Linked DNA regions of Mus musculus: all the other regions are linked to region 1. Evidence: chromatin contacts called from public HiChIP or PLAC-seq and promoter capture Hi-C data. All regions are on one chromosome and are shown on one strand. Each heading gives the region's core, a stretch centred on a gene start, on an enhancer-like site or on the middle of the called end of the contact. The rest is flanking DNA. Distances are from core to core; before and after follow the strand shown. Region 1 has its middle 18 kb from the start of Rcbtb2. Region 2 has its middle 17 kb from the start of Itm2b. Region 3 holds the start of Fndc3a (fibronectin type III domain containing 3A). Region 4 has its middle 32 kb from the start of Gm35450.

The links. Promoter capture Hi-C pulls out the DNA fragments that hold promoters and counts their contacts. HiChIP or PLAC-seq counts read pairs in DNA pulled down with a chosen protein or histone mark. Capture Hi-C pulls out chosen DNA fragments and counts their contacts.
Region 2: a FOXA1 HiChIP or PLAC-seq map of pancreatic cancer cells shows a contact between it and region 1. The contact joins two enhancer-like sites. A contact is called at or near these places in 5 of 39 promoter capture datasets (the C10 cell line, the HPC-7 cell line, cranial neural crest and 1 more), 7 of 484 Hi-C or Micro-C datasets (CD4 T cells, the G1E-ER4 cell line, the MNK3 cell line and 1 more), 4 of 115 datasets of contacts at active chromatin or transcription factors (bone marrow-derived macrophages, large pre-B cells, pancreatic cancer cells and 1 more) and 2 of 9 other capture datasets (adipose tissue and liver).
Region 3: a contact with region 1 is called in a promoter capture Hi-C map of pre-B cells. The contact joins the promoter of Fndc3a here to the enhancer-like site in region 1. A contact is called at or near these places in 11 of 39 promoter capture datasets (the 3T3-L1 cell line, the C10 cell line, the HPC-7 cell line and 6 more), 5 of 115 datasets of contacts at active chromatin or transcription factors (acute myeloid leukemia, bone marrow-derived macrophages, double positive thymocytes and 2 more) and 2 of 9 other capture datasets (adipose tissue and liver).
Region 4: a contact with region 1 is called in a promoter capture Hi-C map of adipose tissue. The contact joins two enhancer-like sites. A contact is called at or near these places in 2 of 39 promoter capture datasets (the C10 cell line and pre-B cells), 3 of 484 Hi-C or Micro-C datasets (the Ba/F3 cell line, bone marrow-derived macrophages and uterus), 2 of 115 datasets of contacts at active chromatin or transcription factors (memory CD8 T cells and microglia) and 2 of 9 other capture datasets (adipose tissue and embryonic stem cells).

The regions. Positions count from the first base shown.
Region 1 is chr14:73,122,685-73,125,384 of GRCm38.p6, forward strand. No RefSeq gene overlaps it. Among named protein-coding and RNA genes, the nearest start is that of Rcbtb2, 18 kb to the right of the region's middle. Within about 2 kb of position 1,262, at least 146 of the 459 cell types and tissues checked have an H3K27ac peak or open chromatin away from gene starts, as enhancers often do. A contact at or near this core is called in the Ba/F3 cell line, the G1E-ER4 cell line, the HPC-7 cell line and 10 more, where this site is marked.
Region 2 is chr14:73,401,122-73,403,821 of GRCm38.p6, forward strand. No RefSeq gene overlaps it. Among named protein-coding and RNA genes, the nearest start is that of Itm2b, 17 kb to the left of the region's middle. Within about 2 kb of position 1,405, at least 64 of the 459 cell types and tissues checked have an H3K27ac peak or open chromatin away from gene starts, as enhancers often do. A contact at or near this core is called in the G1E-ER4 cell line, adipose tissue, bone marrow-derived macrophages and 2 more, where this site is marked.
Region 3 is chr14:72,708,729-72,711,428 of GRCm38.p6, forward strand. Fndc3a (fibronectin type III domain containing 3A) reads right to left here and starts at 1,275. Exons shown (of 26, transcript NM_207636.2): 1 at 990-1,275.
Region 4 is chr14:73,440,714-73,443,413 of GRCm38.p6, forward strand. No RefSeq gene overlaps it. Among named protein-coding and RNA genes, the nearest start is that of Gm35450, 32 kb to the right of the region's middle. Within about 2 kb of position 1,363, at least 124 of the 459 cell types and tissues checked have an H3K27ac peak or open chromatin away from gene starts, as enhancers often do. A contact at or near this core is called in the Ba/F3 cell line, adipose tissue, bone marrow-derived macrophages and 4 more, where this site is marked.

The DNA.
Region 1 (2,700 bases), core at 12-2,511:
TTTCGCCTAAATAGGGGCTGGGGTAAAGTAACCCGCAAATGCAAGCTGCAGAGTCAGTATTTATAAAGCATCTCAAAGGGCCTCTTACCCTTGTCATAATAGAGCAGGTCAGGAACCCAAAGAGGAAGTAAAACAAAGACAAGGAAAGATGATCTTTTAAAATTGGAATATGCAATTTCCCATGCTCTCATTATCACTGTTTGCTGTGATAGCAGGATTTTTTTTTTCATGAGTTGTTACTGCCTGTGACCCAAGTAAAGGGGAAACATTCATTTATCAGTCTTTATTTCTGAATAAAATACTGTGGGCTAAATGTCTTTCTGCCTTTGCAGCCCTGAGTTGGTTTTCCGTTTCTGTCCAGGACCTGCAACTGTGTATCAGAGCTCCTCACCAGCACCTTTGTTTCAAGAGACCCAAAAGCAAACAGTGTGTATTGCTCGGCTTCTTGGTGAGTCACGCAGCTTATTAAAAGCATAGCAAGGCAAGCAAGGATGACTAATGAAACAAATACAAGAAGGTTTCTTGTTTTGTTTTGTTTTAATTAAAGAAAGTTTACTTGGCCCGATGTTAAGGTTCCTTTGGCTATACTTCTTACCAGTTTAAACGCTTGTATTTAAATATGATAATTACCTTTAAGCAATTAAAGCAATTCCAGTTTAGATACAAAGCAATCTGATACAAAGCTGAAGAGACAGCTCAGTCAGTCAAAAGTACAAAAGAGAAAGCTGACTTAGATCCCCAGAACCCATATTTAAGAAGGGGAAAACATTGGCTTGGTGGTCCATAGTGCTGGAGGTGGAGGGCAGATCTCTGGAGTTCAGTGGCCAGGAAGCCCAGCCTACTTAGTGAGTTCCAGGCCATTCAGAGACCCTATCTCAAATAAAAAGGAGGACAAAGCCAATGGTGGTCCTTTGGCCACCTCCATGTACGCGCGCGCGCACACACACATACACACACACACACACACACACCGAAGAATAGAATTGATAAATGAACAGAGACTAAAGGCATGAATACGTCTTGCTCAACTGTGGATCTGGAACCTGGGGATCGTTAGAACAGACAGGAATTTCAGAAATTTCATATACCAATCCGTATTTATTTATTTATTTATTTATTCATTTATTAACTAATAGAACGGAAACCACACCTGCAATCTCTCAGGCCACCTGAACAGGAAGCCACACGTCTGAATAAGTACTTCTGTTCCTACATCCTCTTCTCACATCTCGAGGGTGAGGAGTCTGAGGTTTCCTCCTCGGAGCTCAGTGCTTCCTGCAGATAACGTGCTAGATCTCCCATCAGCACGCACTGCCTTTTCTGCATGGATAACACTCAGCAAGAAGATGCCGATTAACCCAAACTCTGCTTGCAGTGGGTAACTTTCTAGCTTATCACCATCAGAGAGGGTTTGCTTAGAACAGCACAGTTATGTCCCAGAGGTCTGAGGCCATTTCCACGAACACTGGCTGGCTGGGCACCGAGGTCAGTGTCTGTCTAGATACATTTCCTGCAAGTTCTTTAACTCTGTCTCGTGATGTCAAAAACATCAGAGTAGCTGTGGTCCAATTGCTGCTTAAAGAGTCTGTAAATCCATAGATTTGGATGTTAATCTGGCTCGAGATCTGAGACACACAGTAACAATAACCTGAAAATAAAATCATGACTGTGTATTTATAGTGATTTTTACATATTTTTAGGTTAAATGTTACCATAAACAATGGAATCTACAAAAACAAAACAAAACAAAAAACCAACAGCACCATTTAAGGTTGGATTTCAAAGTCTTCAAGAAAGGAATAAACCAGGACAGTCATGGTTACTCTTTCGAGTCATCATTACACTTAAAATTCGACACAGTTCACCAAGTGAATCCTGGCTGATGAGGTGACTGTCTTACACTGTGAAGGCCCTGCATCCACTTGAAGAGAACAGCATCCAAAGGGGAACCGCACTTTACGGAGCCACCACAATGCTCCAGACACTGGAAGGGAACCCAGGGAGAGAGTCTTCCTGTGTGATTTCAGAGGCAGTAACAGGCTGGGTATTTCAGGGGACAAATAAGTAGAAACAACAAGATAACATTGAACCAAGAGACACTTCAGGATACGCTAAGGAGAAGCATGCTCATTAAACGTCTCAGGCTAATCACCGCTGCATTGCACCACCTAATGTTGTTGGGGCTATTAGAATTAATAATCATAATCATCATTTATTATGAGGGCAGCGTAGAGGGCAGTTTTGCAGCAGTGGGGAGATGAACAGATAGACTTGAAAGCAAATCTCCCCCGAGTCCTAGGATGCAGAGCAGACCAGCTCCAGGAACAAAGGTTTTAACTACTTCATTATTGTAAAATTACCACCTGACCACATGGAAGGCAAGGGTTTTCTTCCCAGCTCAGTTCCTGTAATTGAAGGAGATGACACTGATATATACAGCTGACTCTGGCGACTAGAACCAGGAGTATGTGCCAGTTGGGAGCTCAGACATACTAATATAGTTTTCTTTTTCAGAAGTAATCCCCCCAAACAAATTTATCTTGTCATTGTGCTAGTCAAAAAAATAAGACAAAAACAAGGTAAGACTATAAAATAGAACTTCAGGAAAAAATAAAAAGTCCCATCAATAATAACTTAAGACAGTTTGTTAATTCAACCTTTTACTGATATAATTGTAGATTCCTGTGCAGATACAAAAAA
Region 2 (2,700 bases), core at 155-2,654, 280 kb after region 1:
GTGAAATGGCATCTATGTAGGTTTTGTGCTCTGTCATAGTGTGATGGGGCAGTGCACAAAGAGAGCAGGTGTGGATGAGAGACTGGGTCCCCTTCTCATCTTATGATGAGAAAATCATCATCCCCGCAATCCTGTGTCCATGACCTATAACCCCAGCTACATCCCTACCTCGCAATCCTGTGAAAAAAGGAAGTTGAAGATCGCTTCCCACACAGTAGCATTGGGGAGACACATCCCAACCTCCACAGAGAGCCAAGAGTTTCCTTGTGGCTTTGAAAACAGTCTTACTGCACTGCTGGTCCAAAGAATACTTTGCTTTGGTGGTAGATGGCACAGGAAGCCCTTTCCCCATCCCAGACCCTGCTGTCATCACACAGCATGTTGCTACAGGCTCCTGCTTCCCAGATAGCCCAACCCAGAGGTGAAGAGTGAACCTGAGCAGAGGGGCATCTGGTAGACAAGAGATTCTTGAACTTCATTAGGAAATTAGTCAAGATAGCCAGGAACAGAGATATGGCTGTAATCTTAGAACTCGGGAGGTTGGGGCAGGAAGAGCTCAGCTGGGGCTGCATAGTGAGCCTGTCTCAAGACCGAGAAGAAGAAACATTTACTTCAAGTGGAGCATAACGGGCACCAAGAGGTGTGTTTCCTTTACCAGCAACAATGTGTCATAGATAATGGTGTCCTTCCACTGAACTGGAAGACAGGGAAGGCTTCAGGAAATCAGCTACACTCTTCTTTTTCTCTTTTCTTTCTGTTCCATTTTGTTTTTTGTTTTTTGTTTTGTTTTTTCCATAACAGGGTTTCTCTGTATTGCTGGCTGTCCTGGAACTCACTCTGTAGACCAGGCTGGCCTACACCTCAGAGATCCTCCTGTCTCTCCCTCCCAAGTGCTAGAATTAAAGGCGTGCGCCACCACTGCCCAGCCATCTGCTACATTTTAAGCTTCCCGGTGTGTTGCTCTTCAGCACCATGACAGTTTTCTATCACTGCTCTAATAAATCATCATAAGTGTGGCTGGAAAAAAAAAAAACAGAGAGCTGTTCTTACAGAGTTGGGGGTGGGGGTGGGGGCACAGAAGTCACAACACTGTATCTCCCCTGAGATCAACATTTTGAAGGAACTGTGTTCCCTACAAATACTTCAGAAGTGAAGCTGTCCCTCCCTGCTTTCAGTTTCAGACAGCTGCTGACATTGTAGTTTGCGGCCATTTATTTACTTCTTGAAGCAAAGGCTCACGTAGCTAGGCTGGTCTTAAAGTCCTGATCTTCCTACCCCTGCTTCGCAGGCGTTGGGATAGCAAGCATGCAGCCCCACATCCTGCTGTCATTTCCAGTGTGTATGAACCCAAGTTCAGGTCCCTAGCTCACCACAAAGCCAGGGTGTGGCTGAGGAATTCCTTCACTAAGGAAGGTGGGGCCAAGAAGCCTAACCAAACCCCGTCAAGCTCCGGGTCCAGTGAATAACTCTGTCAGGGATAAGACAGAAAATGATTGAGCAGGATACCTGATGACCTCCTATGGCCTCCAAAGATCACCACCCCCATGAACACGTATATACAAATAGCACAGAGCAAACAATAACAGCAGCAACAACAAAAGCAGTACTGGGTTCTCAGTCATACCAAAAAGACAATAAAGAAAACTTGAATGTTTTGATGCAATTAAGGAGAAATCGGGTTGGAGAGACGAGTCAGCAGTTTACAGCCCATGCTGCTCTTGAGGTTCTGGGCTTGATTCCCAGAACCAACATGGTGTCTCACAACCATCTACACCTCCAGTTTCAGGGTGTCCGACACCCTCTTCTGACTTCTGCAGCCACCAGGCATGTACATGGTGCACATACATACGTGCAGGCCAAACATGCATACATACAAACTAAGTAAATCTAAAAAGACAAAAAGGAGAAAACATCAAATCTCTATTTTAGAGAATATGTATAAAATATGTAGCTGTTCAAATGGCTGAGTCTAGATTTTTAAATTTCTAAAATGATGCCCATGTGGGTGCAGGGTGGTGTATGCACATCAGTGCAGGTCCCCACGGAGGTCCGAAGAGAAGGTTGACTCCCTTGGAGCTAGCTACAGTCACAGATGCTTGTGGGCTGCTGGTGTTGGTGCTGGGAATGGACAGAGCTCAGGTCCTCAGGGTCCTTAGTTGCTGAGCCCTCTCTTCCCCAGCCCCAGAACAGCTAATGCTAGCAAGTTTTTTGTTTCTGTTTTTGTTTTTGCTTTTAGTAGCTACTCATTGGTCAAAATACTTTAGGTATATGTATTAATTACTTTTCTCAGGCAATGACAAAAAAAAAAAAAAAATACCTGGCACAAAACGGAGGGAAGGCGGAGTTTATTTGGCTCAGCCTCAGGATCTCGAGGCAGCTTCTGAATAGGCAGTTGGGAAGCAGAGAGCAAAGAAAGCTGGCACTCAGCTTACTTCCTCCTTCATTCAGTCCAACCCCTAGCCTGTGCTGCCATGTTTAGGGTGGGTCATTCCGAATTGCTCAACCCAACTTAGAGCCTCCCTCATGGACAGGCCTGGAGGTGTGATTCTAGAATCCCAGATGATCCTAGATCCTGTCAACTTGCCGATCAATACCAAATACCACAATCTATTAATACATTTAATTTTCATTTGATTCCCAGCGAATTGGTGACCATTATCATCTACATTCAACAGATAACCAGGTACTCATTAATCTATT
Region 3 (2,700 bases), core at 25-2,524, 410 kb before region 1:
CAGAAAAGCTTCAACTGCTCTTTCATTCTTACAACTCATCTTAGCCAAGAGGCTGAGAGGCGATGCTTATTTGCTTCTTACAACACGCACAAACTTGGGTTTCAAGAACTGAAACAGACCACAATAGGATGCAGCAACATCATTATGTGGCTCGGTGTTTTTTAAAGTCTACCCGTGAGCACTTCAAGATTATAATACAAAAAGAGGGAAAGCCTTGTCCGCCTGCCACTGTCAGTTAGTAGACGGACAGCCGAGAAGGTGCCCAAAGGAACTTACAGTCTCACTAAAATAAATAATCTCTAGCTCACCATCCTTAGCACCCTCAGCAATCTCTCTCTCTCTCTCCCTCCCTCTCTCTCTCTCTCTCTCTCTCTCTCTCTCTCTCTCTCTCACACACACACACACACACACACACACACGAATACCCCCCAATGCTTTTTATGAAAGGTGATAGTTTAATAAAACTACAATTACCTATCACACACGGTAAAAGCAGCAAGCGCTAGCGATCTGACGTCGAAATTACTCGCTCCTTTTCCTTCACCCAGCGCGTGCCGCCCTTTCCCAGAGTCGTGTCAAAAGTTCACCCACGCAGGCTGCCGAGCTGGGCGAGCACCGCAGCCTCCCTTCCTCCTCGCCACCGACCGAACAGGTGGTTGCCTTACCTGGGGAAGAGGAGCCGCCAGGCACCGGCTGCGGCGGCCGCCCGGGCGGCCAGGCAGGCGGGCGCAGACCCGAAGGGCGTGTTTTCGAGGATTTAACCCTCAGGTGCGCAGGCAGCGCTCCGCTGTCGCCGAGCCCCGGCAGGTGTCGCGCACGTCCCCGCCGCGTCCCGGGTCCGTCACCCCGCGGACGGCGCGGCCTCGCGTGGGGGCGTCGCCCGTCCGCCCGCCCTCCCCGACGGGCTCAGCCCTCCGGCGGCGCGGCCCGCAGCCCCAGCCTAACGGTTTCCCCGACGCGGGCTCCGGCGTCCCCCTGCCGGCTCTCACCTCCGAATCCCGCCGCTCCGAAGCGAAGGAAGGCGGATCCCCCACCCCGGGCGTCTCTCCTGCGAGGCTCCGGCTCGTCCTCTCACTCGCTTGGCGGTGGGCCGGGGCTCCCGCGGCCGCCGCTGCGCTGACTGCTGTGGAGGGGGGTTGTTGGGGAGGGGTGTTTCCCGGCAGTGACGGCGCCGCCGCCTCAGCCCCGCTCTTCGCTCCCTCTCCGCGTAGCTCCCGCTTTCTGTTTCACCCGAGGGACCGCGAATGCCGCCGCCGCCATGATTACTACGGAGCCGGGAGGAGGAGCCCGGAGTCGGCGCGCCCAGTGCGGCTGCGCGAGCCCCGCCGACGGCGCCCCCGGCCGCCTGGACCCGGAGCCCCCGCGCGCGCACACACACACACACACACACACACGAGCTCGAGCGCGCGCACCCGAACCCGCTCGCCCGCCGCCCCGCAAGCCGAGGCTTCCCGGGCCCGCAAGTGTGTGTGGCATGCGAGCTCCGGTGCCGCTCTCCCAGAGCCCGGGAACTGTGCGGATGATTGACGTATCCGGGGCCCCACACGCCATTCCGAATGCAGTTTAGAAAGCGCCCCCCACCCACCGCCCCCAGAGACGAACCGTGTCAGCCCCTCTCGGCAAGCCCCAGAACTTAGGATGCCGGCAGGTGCTTTTAGAGGCAAGCCCCGGACGGGGAAGCGCCCCGAAGTGGGCTCAGACCTTCCCACTCCCAGACGGTTAGAGCCCCGGCATTTTCTAGCACCCACGAAACAGATTTACGTCTTTCAGAAACGCACAGCTTAAAGGTTCTGGACTCGGACCAGCCGAATCTAGTGGAAACCCGTTACCTTGACGTCTGCCACCGCGGAGAGCGAAGCGGAGGCGGCGACAATTTCCTTAAGCCTCGAGCGATGGGGGGGCGGTGGGGGGGACGCTGCAGTAGCGCCTGAGGGCCGGCCCGGACTGCTTACTTTTGCAGTTTCACCGGAAGCCTTAGGGAGAGGGTCGTCTTTGGGAACCTGAGTCCTCCCCCTGTCCAGCCAAAACTGGTGACTGATGAAACCAGGTTCCACGTCTGACTTGTAGTTCAGTTTATTGGTTGCGCTGCGTTTTAAGGTGGCAATCTTTTTTTTTTTTTTAATCATTTGACAGAAATCTCTCGAAGATGTACGAATTTCTTACGTTCTTAAAAAAGAAAAAAACAAAACAGAACTGGATAATGAAATTCTTAGTGGATCATTGAATATCAAATAAGATACTCAGACAGTACCAAAGTCCCATGGGATTGCAGAGGTGTGCGCGAGTGTATAAAATCCCCACCTTGGTGCTGTTTTATTTGCAGTGTTCTTACTTTTCTTAAAGACCCCTCACTTGGCTTGTGTTCATCTGCCTGTACATCCACTTTAACCATTTCTATTTTCCTGTGGTGGTGTTTTTTAAGCCCCGCTTTCTTCCTTCTCCACCTACTTTTTGCTATGGCTGCAGGCAATGATTGATCCGATGTTTGTATCCACAGCTAGCTAATGAGAGGTTATTTTTCTTCCCGTCAACAAGTAGGATAGTGATTCTATCAAATTGCATCTTGAGATATTTGGGGGTTGGGGAGAGGGGGCAAAAGTCCTTTCCCTGAGAGAAATGTTTCATTTTCTTAACTTCCAGCTTTGGCCCTCTTCCAGACAAAATTACTGGAAAGCTGAGCTTGGAATAACAGAAGTATAA
Region 4 (2,700 bases), core at 113-2,612, 320 kb after region 1:
GTCTCTAGATGGTTCATTCTTTTGTCTCAGCTCCAAACTTTGTCTCTGTAACTCCTTCCATGGGTGATTGTTTCCAATTCTAAGAAGGGGCAAAGTGTCCACATTTTGGTCTTTGTTCTTCTTCAGTTTCATGTGTTTTGCAAATTGTACCTTATATCTCGCTATACTAAGTTTCTGGGCTAGTATCCACTTATCAGTGAGTACATATCATTTGAGTTCTTTTGTGATTGTGTTACCTCACTCAGGATGATACCCTCCAGGTCCAACCATTTGCCTAGGAATTTCACAAATTCATTCTTTTTAATAGCTGAGTAGTACTCCATTGTGTAAATGTACCACATTTTTGTATCCATTCCTCTGTTGAGGGGCATTTGGGTTCTTTCCAGCTTCTAGCTATTATAAATAAGGCTGCTATGAACATAGTGGAGCATGTGTCCTTCTTACTGGTTGGGACATCTTCTGGATATATGCCCAGGAGAGGTATTGCTGGATCCTCTGGTAGTACTATGTCCAATTTTCTGAGGAACCACCAGACTGATTTCCAGAGTGGTTGTACAAGCTTGCAATCCCACCAACAATGGAGGTGTTCCTCTTTCTCCACATCCTCGCCAGCATCTGCTGTCTTACACAACAGAAAAATGCAAGGCTGGTATGTGCCATTTACATGAAAAAGAACTCTTTCTGCTGCCTTGTGGGCTGCTCTGCTGGCCCTCAACCAGGTTAGCATGGGTCAGGGACCACAGAATTTCTCATGACAGTTGAGAAAGGAACTTACCCAATTTGTTGATTTCACTATTTCTTCTTTTTCTTCTTCTCTTCTTCTTCTTCTTCTTCTTCTTCTTCTTCTTCTTCTTCTTCTTCTTCTTCTTCTTCTTCTTCTTCTTCTTCTTCTTCTTCTTCTCCTCCTCCTCCTCCTCCTCCTCCTCTTCCCCCTCCTCCTCCTCCTCCTCCTCCTCCCCTCTCTCCTCTTCCTCCTTCTCTTCAAATGAGTCAAGATTTAAACTATTTTCAGGCCTCTGCTTTCAACAGAACTCTGGTGTGATAGTCTTGACTATTTCCTGTATCAGTTTTGCTATTACCCACATCTATCAGAATAATGAGCACATTCCATGTGAGTTTCTCAGTTTCTACTGAGAAAAATGATTGGGCCACTCTTTTTTTTTTTTTTTTTTTTTACAGAGAGCTAATCTTGAAATCAGAATCTGTAGGTAGTGGACCTTCAATGATCACTGTTTCAAATCGAGATGTGACTTTAAAAAAAAAAAAAAAAAAAAAGGAATTCCAGACAGCTGACTGTGGCCAACAGCAGCTGTGTCACATGCTGGTCTGAGGAAGTGGTCAGAGGGCAAGCAACTCTATATTGCATTTTCTTTGCAGAATGGAGCCCTCTGCAGCTGAGTGAACCCAGGGGCTGGACGTGCTCACCCTATGACTAACAAAAACACTTCCAGCGTTGGGGGCAGATGAGGAAGGCTTCACCAGCTGGGGCTGAGAAACAACTTGGGGGAAGTAACTTGTCCCTGTCCCCCACTGCTGCTGAACATGGGATGGAGCTGGAGATATCTTCCTGTTCATGCCTGCACTGCACACACTACCTTTGTGGGCCTGCGGAGGCTCTTTGCTCTTGGCAGGGTTCTTGGGGTTAGGTTTTACTTGATTTTTATCTATACAGCTTTTATTGAGATTTTTATAAAAATGGGTTTTAGTTGTATGCATGTCTGGTGGTGTGTGTGTGTGTGGTATGGTGTGTGTGTGTGTGTGGTATGGTGTGTATGTGGTGTGGTGTGTGTGTGTGTGTGTGTGTGTGTGTGTGTGTGATATGGTGTGTGTGTGTGTGGTATGGTGTGTGTGTGTGTGTGTGGTATGGTGTGTGTGTGTGTGGTGTGTGTGTGTGGGGTATGGTGTGTGTGTGTGTGTGTGTGTGTGCGTGTGTGTGTCCAGAAAAGCATAAAGGATCCCCTCGAGGTGGACTAGCAGGCGATTGTGAGCCACCATGTAATGGTAGGAACCAAAGTGAGGATCTCTGTAAGAGCAGTAATGGCTGTTAGCTGCCAAGTCATCTCTCCAGGGCCATGTATGCCCTAAAGGAGTGCAAGGGAGGCCAGCATGGAAGAAGGCAGGCACTTTGCTATTGTCCCAAGTCTATAGGATAACTCTGGGCTCTCTGTTAGACTCCATTCAAGGACTCATGGGTAGAATCTAAGTAGAGAACAAACTATGAAATTTCTAGCTACCAATTCCCCGTGTAAATTTGGCCAGGGCAGATGATCAGTTTGTTCTCTGCAAATCCCACGGAATGGAAATCTTGGGATTTTTCTTCTTTTTTTCCTGACTCCAAGGTCATCTATTTCTGCCCTTTAACACTTGCCAATGTCCCTGTGGTCCTTGACACCTGAGCACTGCCTCCTTCAGTCTCACTGTCATGTGACAGAGGTAAGGGACTAGTCTTTTTCTATTGCAGTCACTGACCCAACAACAACAACAATAACAATCCAACACTATGAAATAACTACATGGTTGAGCAAAATATAAAGCTGACATGGAAAGAAAATACAAAATGATTAAGTCACTGAAACACCATGCAAATTGCATCCTGATATGTTGTTGCCTTTTGAGTGAAGAGGAGAAAGGGATGGGGGGATTGCAACAGAGAAAAAAAGAGTGAAGGGCAAAGGGGTAGAGGAGCAAGGACTTATTTAA